Regions from separate parts of the Oryctolagus cuniculus genome. Here region 1 is linked to region 2. Evidence: chromatin contacts called from public Micro-C data. All regions are on one chromosome and are shown on one strand. The core of a region is the stretch at or near the end of the contact, and the rest is flanking DNA. Distances in the headings are between cores, read along the strand shown.

Region 1 (4,781 bases), core at 1,825-4,324, 58 kb after region 2:
GTTGAGCCCACAGAACTGCCATTATGGCAACTACACAACCAAAATCCCCCTGGCTGGCTGGAGGCTCAGGCCCCAACTTTCCTGGCAAATCACACCTACAAGTGTAGAGATACGCAGGTGAAGGGGGCAGAGGGGAGAAAGAGATGTCTTAGTCCAACCACCTTTTTTCTGAGATGAGTATTTCCAGGCCTGCATAATACTCTGAACTCTTTCTGGCAGATTTTGTTATGTATTCCAGATGATTTCTTCTAATTAGAAATATTTTATTGGGCAGACACCTATAAATTCCTTGCTTCTGCTTTAGTCATCCAATAATTGGAGGTTATTGCTCTGGTTTCTATGCAAGATAAAGTTTAGGGACTACGCCCAAGGAAATATGAAGAAATGTCTCTTGTGCAAAAATGTGAAGTGTGCAGCAGGCCCAAGGGCCTTGTGAGAGGAGAAAGCAGTCCTGGAGCTGAGCCTGTAGGAACCAGTGATGCGGGTGACCAAACTCATATATAGTGAAGAGCTAACCTGCAGCCGGCACCGCGGCTCACTAGGCTAATCCTCCGTCTTGCGGCGCCGGCACATCAGGTTCTAGTCCTGCAGTGTGCCGGCCGTGGTGGCCATTGGAGGGTGAACCAACGGCAAAAAGAAGACCTTTCTCTCTGTCTCTCTCTCTCACTGTCCACTCTGCCTGTCAAAAAAAAAAAAAAAAAAAAAAAGAAAAGAAAAAAAAGAAAAAAGAGCTAACCTGTGTCCCTCTCTCAAATTCATGAGGAAGTCCTAAACCCCAGTGCCTCCAAATGTGACTACACATGACTCCAAAGCAGTCAAGTTCAGGAAGAACAACCAGAGTAGGCCCCAACCCATTATTATTGGTCTCCTTGTATGCAGAGGGGTTTAGGGCACAGATAACCACAGACAGACCAGATGAGCAGCAGCCACTTGCAAGGAGGGAGGCCTCAGAAGAAATCAGCCCTTGCTGACACTGTGACCTGACTTCCAGCCTCTGCCAATGTGAGGAGGTACACATTTGTGGTGTAAGACACCCAGTTGGTGGGTCTTTGTTACAGCTGCCCTAGCAAGCAAGGTACAACCAAAGGCTGACTGAGAGTGAGGTCTCCAAGAGAGCCTGTCCTCTGAGCTCTGCACTCACAGAACAAAACCCTGTTGTCACCATTTCTCAATGTGCTGGGAAATCCCCCTAGGCCTTTAAACTGTATTTTCTTGCTGTCATGTCATCCGATGATTCTTGATGTACTTCTTTATGCTGATGTTAATAATTTGTCTTCACCTATTGAACATGTGTAGAAATTCTTCAAGCCTTCTGTTACTTATCTGAGCTACTCATATTTCTCCTTTTAAAGTTCACCATGCAAGTCCCTTTCTTTAATCTGCAAATTTAAATTGCAAATGTGCTACTTGTCTAGCTGTTCTTTATCAAGTGGCATTTGGGGGTGTTTATCTTTTCAACTCAGAGCCAGAGAAGTGAAGGGATTGATTGTTGAAGTCTTGTTTTCTGCTGCAAGCTTTGAGCTCAGCTGAGACTAGCAACTGGCTTAGGGGAAGTCAATCCACAGGGGCTCTCTGGTTGGAGGGGCTCCATGTAGGGACATGGAAATGTCTTTTGTGGTCCAGAATACATGTCAGAGCACAACTCTTTACCCAACTCATGTCCTGTAAGTGAACACAAAAGACAAAGAGGGCCAGGGGATGAAAACAATAGGTTAGTATCTCCATGGAGACAAGAGAACATATAATCTCTATGGAGACCCTCAAATTCTTTTTGGAATTACAGTAGTAAATGATCTGTTGTAATTATTTATTAGGGGTGGAGGGAGAGTGATGAGAGGAAAAGTGTGAGAGGATGGTCCTTTTCTTTCCTTGGTAGAAGTGATTTTTTTTTTTTAAAGATTTATTTATTTATTTGAAAGGCAGAGTTACAGAGAGGCAGAGGCAGAGAGGGCAAGCAAGTGAAGACTTCCATCTGCTGGTTTACTCCCTAAGTGGCTGCAATGGCAGGAGCTGGGCCCATCCAAAGCCAGGAGTTTCCTCTGGATCTCCCACGTGGGTGCAGGGGCCCAAGGACTTGGGCCATCCTCTACTGCTTTCCCAGGCCATAGCATAGCAGAGACCTAGATTGGAAGTGGAGCAGCCGGGACCCAAACCAGCTTTACTGCTTCCTACAGCGCCGGCCCTGGAAGTGACCCTGTTGTCACTCTACGTGCCATCAATTATGGTACTGTAAACTTCCAAAGTTAGGATAGTGAGACTAGATTTCCAGGATGGGATCACAAGCACCTGGGGATCTAGTCCTGTTTAGATGCCCTATGCTGAACTGATGTCTGAATGCAACAAGTGCACAAAAAAGTGTAATGGGAGTCGGGGGGGGGGGGGAGGGTGGGATGGTGGGAAGAATCAGTATATTCCTAAAGTTGTGCTTATAAAATGTGTACTCAATGAATAAAGGGTGTCTTTTGGAAAAAAAAATAAAGTGTAATGATCGAATGCAAAACCGCACAGAACTGTTCCTGACTCAGGCCTTGTCAATCATCAGTGTTCTGGGAAGACAAAGCAGCCAGAGACCTACAGTTCTGTAAACACTGGTTGATGCCTGCATAGGACTGAGAAGAACTTGTTACTTCTATGAGCATTCTTCTTGTTCAGTGAGAATGGAACTCAATGGTCAAAGAAGAAAAACTGAGATAAACAGAGAACAGGAGATAGATCAGCTAAAGGATGCAAGTCTCAGACCATGTCCAGATAAGCCACATCCACTGGGAACCCGTATGTTCCTAGTCTCACTAGCCCTGGTATACAAATATTATTCTGATTATTTTTTATATCTGGAATATTATGGTCCAGTGTCTTCTACCCCTCATTTCACATCCTCACAATTTCTGAGCATTTCCCATGGTATTGCTTCAGATCAGTGCTCTGATGTTACTGTCCATTTGTATCTCAGCACGATGGTCTCCTCTGGCTCTGATTAGTGACCAGAAAAATCATCTTTAATTCCAGACAGCTAAATTTTGGTGCATATACTTCTAGGTTTTTCTCTACTAATACACACACACACACACACACGTTTCTAAAATTAATTTATATGCAGTAGCTTGAAATCAAACTACACAAAGGGCCTTTTAAAAAGTTTACAATGTGTATTATGAAAAACCAGCATGGATTTCAAAACCTTATGCAACATACAAATACCCCTTAATTCCATTTTTCATGAACTTTCTGAAGTGCCTGTGCATTGTTTTGGTTCCTACGTTTTCTTCAGTGAGTACGTAACGAAAACACTGTTTACTGCATCTGTTAGGGTTTTCCACGGTAGATTCCCCAGGATTCTAAATGCCACTTCGCTGCAGCTTTCGATACGTTCTAGTCATTTCCTCAGGCTGTGTCACTTTGGGTGGAATTCCCAGGCTGAACACGACGGGCCCTCGAAGAGTGCACGTTCCTTCTGGTTTGGCTCTTCTCCCGAGGTACGTTTCTTAGCGGTACAGAATTTAGGTAAGCTCGTAAGCGGCTGCTTTTCTGCCTTGTATTTGTCACATCCTCCCCAGAGTCACCGCCCCGGCTTCTCTGTAAGTGAGCAGTGTCCCTGTGACAGCCAGGAAGGCGGCCTGAGGTCTCCCGGGGCTCCCAGCACAAGCAGGGGTGCGGTGCTGCGACACCTCGGACTCTGCTTACCGCGTCCTGCGGCCTCTGGGGGCTCGCTGTGGCCGCCTCACCTCGCACAGCCAGCGGGCAGAACGGGCACTCCCGGCCCGGAGAGGCGCGGGGCAAAGTCCGCACGCCGCTTCCTCCGGCTCGGCGGGCGGCCCGCAGGCCCTCCCCGCTCGCTCCTCGCAGCCGCGCTGCCGGCACCGCGTTCAGTCAGCAAACGCCCGGCATACAGTCGCCGCCCCGGCCTCCGGGCGGTCGGAAACTTCCTCACACGCCGCAGAAGCTCCGCCGCGGCCTGCGGGAGCAGCCCCGGGCCCAGCCCCCGTCTAGGAAGGCCGCCCGGGGCGCGGGCACAGTGCAGCGGCGGCCGGGCGGCCCGGGATCGCCTCAGCGCCCGAGCCGGCTCGCGGGGCTCCGACCCGCTCGCGCCCCGGCGGACGCCCTCGCGGCGCGGCACCGCCCCCCGGGGGGCGTGGGAGCGCGCGCGGGAGCCGCTGGGATGCAGGCCCGGCCGGCAGGCGGCGGCGCGGCGCCTGCGGCCTAGGGCGCCCGGGCGGCCGCCGGGCCTCCTCCTCTTCCTCCCTCTCCCCTCCTCCGCCTCCCGGAAGCGCGGGGCGGGGTCCCCGGCCGGGCCGCGGGGGCGGGCGCGGGGGCCGGGCCGGGGCGGGGCGCTCTCGGCGCTCGCGGGCTCCGCCGGTGGTGCGCGCCCACTCCGGGTCCAGGCGGCGAGTACGTGCGGGCCCAGGCCGCCCGGCTCCCGCCGAGAAGCAGCGGCGGCAGCGGCGGCGGCTCGCGCTCGGCCCCCCGCGCCCCGTGTGGGCGCCGTGCATGGAGACGCGGCCCGGCGCCCGTCGCTGAGCTCCGCCGGCTGCCGGGACCCGCCGGGGCTGGGGTGGCCTCGGGATCCGGCGCGGCCCGCGGGCCTGGTCGCCCGCGCGGATCGCCGCGGCCCGGCCGTCCCGTCCCAGGAAGTGGACGTCCTGCGCGCCATGGCTCACTCCCCGGTGCAGTCGGGCCTGCCCGGCATGCAGGTAGGCAGCCGCGGGCCTCAGGGACTGGGGATGCGGGGCTGGGGCGGAAGCGGGCAACTTGGCGGTGTAAACAGGGCCCCCCCCCCCCAGGCT
Region 2 (5,464 bases), core at 2,948-5,447:
AGCCAATTGGGGAGTGGACCAGTGGATGGAAGACCCCTCTCTGTCTCTGCCTCTGCCTCTCTGTAACTCCGCCTTTCAAATACATAAATCTTTAAAAGAAAGAAGGGGTAATTCCCAGGCTTGGTCATGTTTTTTTCTCTGAAGCTGCGTGCCTCCTGTGGTCTGGAGAAGCACACGGGAGCCTGCAAGAGTCATGGACGAGGTGGGGAGAGGCTAACCGCACCAGGCGCCCTGGGGCTGAGCCCAAACCGGCAGGCACGACGCTGTGGCCGCCTGGCGAGCAGCCTGGGCACCAGCCCTCCGCAGCCTGCAGAAGTCATCGACACCAAGCATTTTCAACCCAGCTTCTGAAGATCCGTGCCTTGCCTCGGCAAGCATCAGACAAAAAGCTGACCTTTGGTTTCCTGTGTCAGAGCGCCTGCCTCTGTGATGCGGATGTTGTCACGTGGCTTTGCCAGGGCTCCTCCCTGGGGACCCTGGGCCCCTCACCTGGGGTCCCCCGACATGAGTGAGTCCTACAGTTCAGTCTTTGCCTCTCTCCCTGGCTTTGGTGTTCACGGCTGGCATGTGGGTTTCAGACCCCAGCCCAACCCTATCCAGCCTCTTGGGGGGCACCTGGAGTTCCTCCTCCTGGTCCTCCACCCACCCAATCTCACCACTTCCTGTGCCTTCCCATGGCCCTCTGTGCTCTGGTGGGACCCAGAAGGGCAGGAGCTCAAGTGCCAAGCCAGGCACAAGGGGGGCTCCATGTCGCTGTTGGGATCCCCAAGACTGGTGATGGCAGCTGTCTCTGGAAGCGTGATCTTCGTGAGCTAGTGGGCGTGCACCTGCTCGGGCCCTACCTACCCCAGCTTGGCTGAGGCATGCGCCCTGAGGCCGCCCGGCAAGCTGTGCTCAACCGAGCTCCAGGTGCTCCTACTACATCCGGGGAAGTGAGTTCAGCGAAGGCTTTGCTGCCGTGGCCTCCGCACAGCTCCCGGCGATCACACCGTGGCCTTGGGAGCTCACAGCCCACAGCTGCCCTCCGCCCCCGCCCAGGCAACCAGGCCCTGCCCACTGCCCTGGGACTGCAGCACTGTCTCCGGAGGTTCCCCAGACACCAGAGTTAAAGACCTCCAGAGACAGGGGCTTCCGGAAGACGACGGAGGGGCTGTGACCAAGCCCGCACGCCCCGGCTGGGAAGCCACCATCCCATCATCCTCTCTGCTGCAGCGGGCAGACCACATCCCAGTGACCCCGGGCAGCGGACACAGCCCGAGCCTGAAGCACAGGGTCCCAGAAACCCAGTCTGGAGGTAAGGGCCAGCCTTTAAGAAAATAAGGAAAAAGTACTTTATCTTCATACATACACATGTATGTGATATAGATGTGGAAGGGTGTACTCGCTCATTAGAATACATCCCTATTGCAAATTAACACTGCTTTAACTCGGTCTGCTCAGGTGCCGGGTACTGTGCTCTGAGCGTCTGGGTCGATCCTCAGAACAGCCGTGTGTGCAAAATAGCTGTAGATGGACAGGGTTGAGGCCGCGGGAAGAACTGGCCCAGCGTAGCCGCAGCTGCGTGTGGGTCTCAGTTCTGCCAGTCCCCGTGAACTAGTTCCATGGAGAGCGGTAAAGTTCTGGACTGGTGGGAGGGTTTTCTGATGGCGGAGTGAGAAAATGCGTAAGAGGTGGCTATGGAGGGTTGCCACCATCAGACACACGTCGGAAGCCAAGAGGCGAGGTCAGGCAGATGTCCGCAGAGCGCCAGCTGCCCGGGAGCACCACCCGGAGGGCTGTACCCCGCCCAGTGCCCCAATCTCCCGCAAGTGCAACAGCCGGCGCTGAAAGCCCGTGCGCTACACGAGTTGCAGGCGACGCTATCGCCAGCAGGTGGCAGGACGGCGACTCGCGCCCAGATTACTTAACGTGGAAACCGGAGCTCCGGTTCAAGGAGCCAGTTCTTGGAGCTCAGTGTGCGTGCAGGTGACGCCTGCAGCTGCAAGGCGATGGCGTGCAGGGGTGCTGTTCTCCCCGGTCTCCCCTGAGACCGTATTACTGTGATGGTATCGTCCCAGCAGACCCCCGTCAGGGTCTCCAGCTCAGGCTGTCCCGATTTCAGACACAGTGACCTTTTGGGTGTAGAGCACCGTGTGACGTCATGGGGAAGAAGCGAATGGTTGACCTCATCCCTCTGCCGCTCTCAAGAGGACAGTGTTGCCTCCTGACATTTCAGAGCTGCGCGCAGCCCAGAGCTCATTGGTTCTCTCCTGGCTCTGCCGCAGCCGAGCTGTGTCGCGGGGCAGGCTCCTGAACCGCGGCCGCTCACCGTCCTCTGAAAGGTCGGGGAATCGTGGCACCCACCCCAGGGGTTTCCGTGAGATCGGATGACAGGCCAGGCGCCACACTCAGGCACCGCTGGGTGGACAGTGCTCAGTGATGGCAGCGATGATTAAATTTAGACTTCACGACGTCCTCAGGGTCTCCGCTAATAGCCCGCGTGCCCGAAGTCTCGGTGTCAGGGCCCCTCTCTCCTCCCCCACTGCGGAGGGCCTGCCTTGAGTTAACATCTCTCACCTGCGCTGTTCCATGGTGGCCTATCTCCGTCTCCGTCTCCGGGCTCTTCTCCATCTGACTCATCTTGCGTCCTGTTCATTTTTAACTTGTATGTGTCGTTTCTATTTTAATTTCCTTAAGACTTTATTTATTATTGGAAAAGAAGGTGGGGGGAGGGAGGTCTTCCATCCACTGGTCTACTCCCCAGTTGGCCGCAACGGCCGGAGCTGTGCCGATCCAAAACCAGAAGCCACGAGCCAGGAGCTTCTTTGGGGTCTCCTATGCGGGTGCAGGGGCCCAAGGACTCGGGCCATCTTCCACTGCTTTCCCAGGCCATAGCAGAGAGCTGGATCGGAAGTAGAACAGCTGGGACTGGAACCGGTACCCATATGGGATGCTGGTGCCACAGGCAACAGCTTTACTTGTTACACCACAGCGCCGGCCCTTTCATTTGTTTTTAATTATAAAAGTAAAATCCTTTTTTTTTTTTTTCTGTAAAGGCAACACAGTAGTGGTGGAAATGGTGGGAGAAGAAAACTCCCTCCGTAACCCCTTTAATCTGGCACAGCAGGTCCGTCCAATGTTCTGGGTTCTTTACGGGAGGGCCCGCCTCCTGTAGAGTGTGGAGGAACCCCTGGGCTGGAGCCCCACGTGTCCCCACGTGTCCTGCGGCTGCAGATCTGTGGCAGCATCGTCGCTGAGGGATGTTCCTGGACGAGGCTGTGGCGGTGGCTTTGTGTGCACCCGGGCCCAGGTCCCCGAGTCATTAGCCCATCGGCGTCTTTCCTAGTCGCCGCGCGAGCTCTGTAACTGTAGCGTGGCCTGCGCTGCGTTTCCATACATCTTGGTATTCGCTTGTCCCATATGGGGGTTGGGGGCAGTATTCTCCTGGCCTAACCAGCTCAGACTCTTTGTTTAGTTTTGTTGATATCAGATCAGGGCCTGGGATCTGGAGGAAGAAATAGAACCTTCCACTGAGCAACACGGTCATTTCTTTCCCTCCAACGGGATCTTTCCCTTGAAAGCAGCACGGCCCCTCATCCCATGGCCATGGCAGGCTCCAGCTCTGCTTCTAGAAGGCTTCTCATGACGCTCCCTCCAGGGGGAACGGCCCCTCTCCCGGGGCAGGACTCGACACGCCCAGAGGTGGACTTACACGTTCACACCAACATGTACGTTAGCAGCTCAGGAGAGCACCGTGCCCTTGCAAAATCCCTCTGACCTCAGGAGTACACCGTGAGCGCGTGATGAGAGTGGAGGAAGCCAGGTGCTGCGACACAGACGAGGACGGCTGCTAAGCCATGATCGCCTAATCGCTTCTCCTTGGCCGCTATCGAGAGGCAGCTGTTATTTCTACCCTCTCCATGAGCCCTCCCCCGGCTTCCGGGGTCTCCGGGCAATTCCTTTCTCTTCAGCTTTCCCCCTACTGTGCTCCAAGCCGCCTCGGAGCAGGCCATCGCCCACGGACATGTCGCTCCATCCCCTTCCTTCGGGTGGAGTTGGTGCTGAGTTCTGCTGTACTTCCTCGTTGTGACTTGACCGCCTGTGATCATTCCTGGTGACTTAGGCCCTCTGCCTGCTTCGCCTCGCCTCCCCCTAGCCTTTGGCCTCCCCGCCTAGAATGCGATTTGGACACACTCTGCGGCCAGGGAGCGTGAGGAACTGGTTTTGCAGGAAGCCTGCTGCAGAGAGGAGGGAGGGGTTGGCACATGGGTCTTGCGAGAGCAGGAATGCATGTCACAGCACGTTCGGGGACAAAGGCCAGCTCCCTGGGTGGGGCAGACTGCGGTGGGGTCAGTCTTCCTCTGGGCTTGTGGGCACTCCTCTTCTCCATAAGCAGCAGCCGCCCCAGGGCCTGGGGTAAGAAACCTCCACCCTGGCTTTGCTATCTCTAGAGTGGGGTTTCTCAACCTTGGCGTGTTGACATGGGGCTGCGTGATCCCTTGCTGGCAGGGCGGGCGCTGTCCTGAGCCCTGTAGGTTGTTTAACAACACCCCTGGCCTCTCCCCACCAAACGCCATGATCAGAAACTGGCTGGGTTTCTGAGCACCCAAAATACCTCCAGACACTGAAAAATGCCCCTTGGACGGTGGGGGCGGGGGGTTGCGGGCCACCTTGTTCATGACCTAGAGCTGAGGGTCCGAGGACTGCCCTTTCAGAGAGTGGGGGCGGGGAGGCACAATTCTCCGATTCCCAGTGGGTGCAGAGAGACAGGTGGGGTGAAAGACAGGGCGGGTGAGAAACAGGTGGGTGAAGCGTGGGAACGCGCAGGACTATCCCAGCCCCCTGGCCTTTGCATCGGAAAAGGATGTTTGTACAGCAAATTATTAACTCTGCTACGTGCAGAAATGTGCACATTGGTAGCTTCTGGCCAATTTCAGAGACCCCTGAAGGAGCCTTGTATCTACTGTTTATTTATTCCATCTCCAATGAAACAGGGCTTCCAAGAACAAGACTGTACACAGCTTTTCACGGCTTTCAGGGCAAAGTTCTCAAAGGGACAGTCACCAGCAGCACTTTACAAAGTGTCTTTGCCCCTGTGGGCGATGTTACTGGAAGGGAAATAAAAACTCTATTCGTGGCCTCCTCCCGCCCACCCACTCAATGGAGCAGTTTTCGTTGGCCACACAAACACAAGGTGTCCTGACACACAAAACGCTGGAGTAGACCCAGCCTCAAGGTCTCAAGTTCGGTGAAGATTTGCAGGGTAGCGCGAGCCCAAGGGGCTCTTTCCGTGTGTGAGAATATTTTGCAGGGGAAGGCGAACAAAGCTCCCACCCACGGCCACGGTTGGTTCAGCTGTGGCCTCGTAATTTAGTAGAGGGCCTTGGGGAGACAGTTTCAGTTTTGATTCCTCAGGTTGGTCTACAGCACTCGCTCCCCTTAACAACCGAACTTTCAACAAGATGTGACCTTTGGTACTGGCCAA

What was found. A called contact is a pair of places that touch in the nucleus more often than the background predicts.
Region 1: a Micro-C map of ear pinna shows a contact between it and region 2, with 4 times the contacts expected there. The contact joins the promoter of STK24 here to the enhancer-like site in region 2. A contact is called at or near these places in 4 of 6 Hi-C or Micro-C datasets (ear pinna, liver, psoas muscle and 1 more).

What each region holds. Positions count from the first base shown.
Region 1 is chr9:13,994,877-13,999,657 of mOryCun1.1, forward strand. It overlaps STK24 (serine/threonine kinase 24), which reads left to right and starts at 3,075. Exons shown (of 11, transcript XM_051850520.2): 1 at 3,075-3,473. The coding sequence starts at 3,165.
Region 2 is chr9:13,936,119-13,941,582 of mOryCun1.1, forward strand. No RefSeq gene overlaps it. Among named protein-coding and RNA genes, the nearest start is that of STK24, 59 kb to the right of the region's middle. Within about 2 kb of position 4,198, at least 2 of the 8 cell types and tissues checked have an H3K27ac peak or open chromatin away from gene starts, as enhancers often do. A contact at or near this core is called in ear pinna, where this site is marked.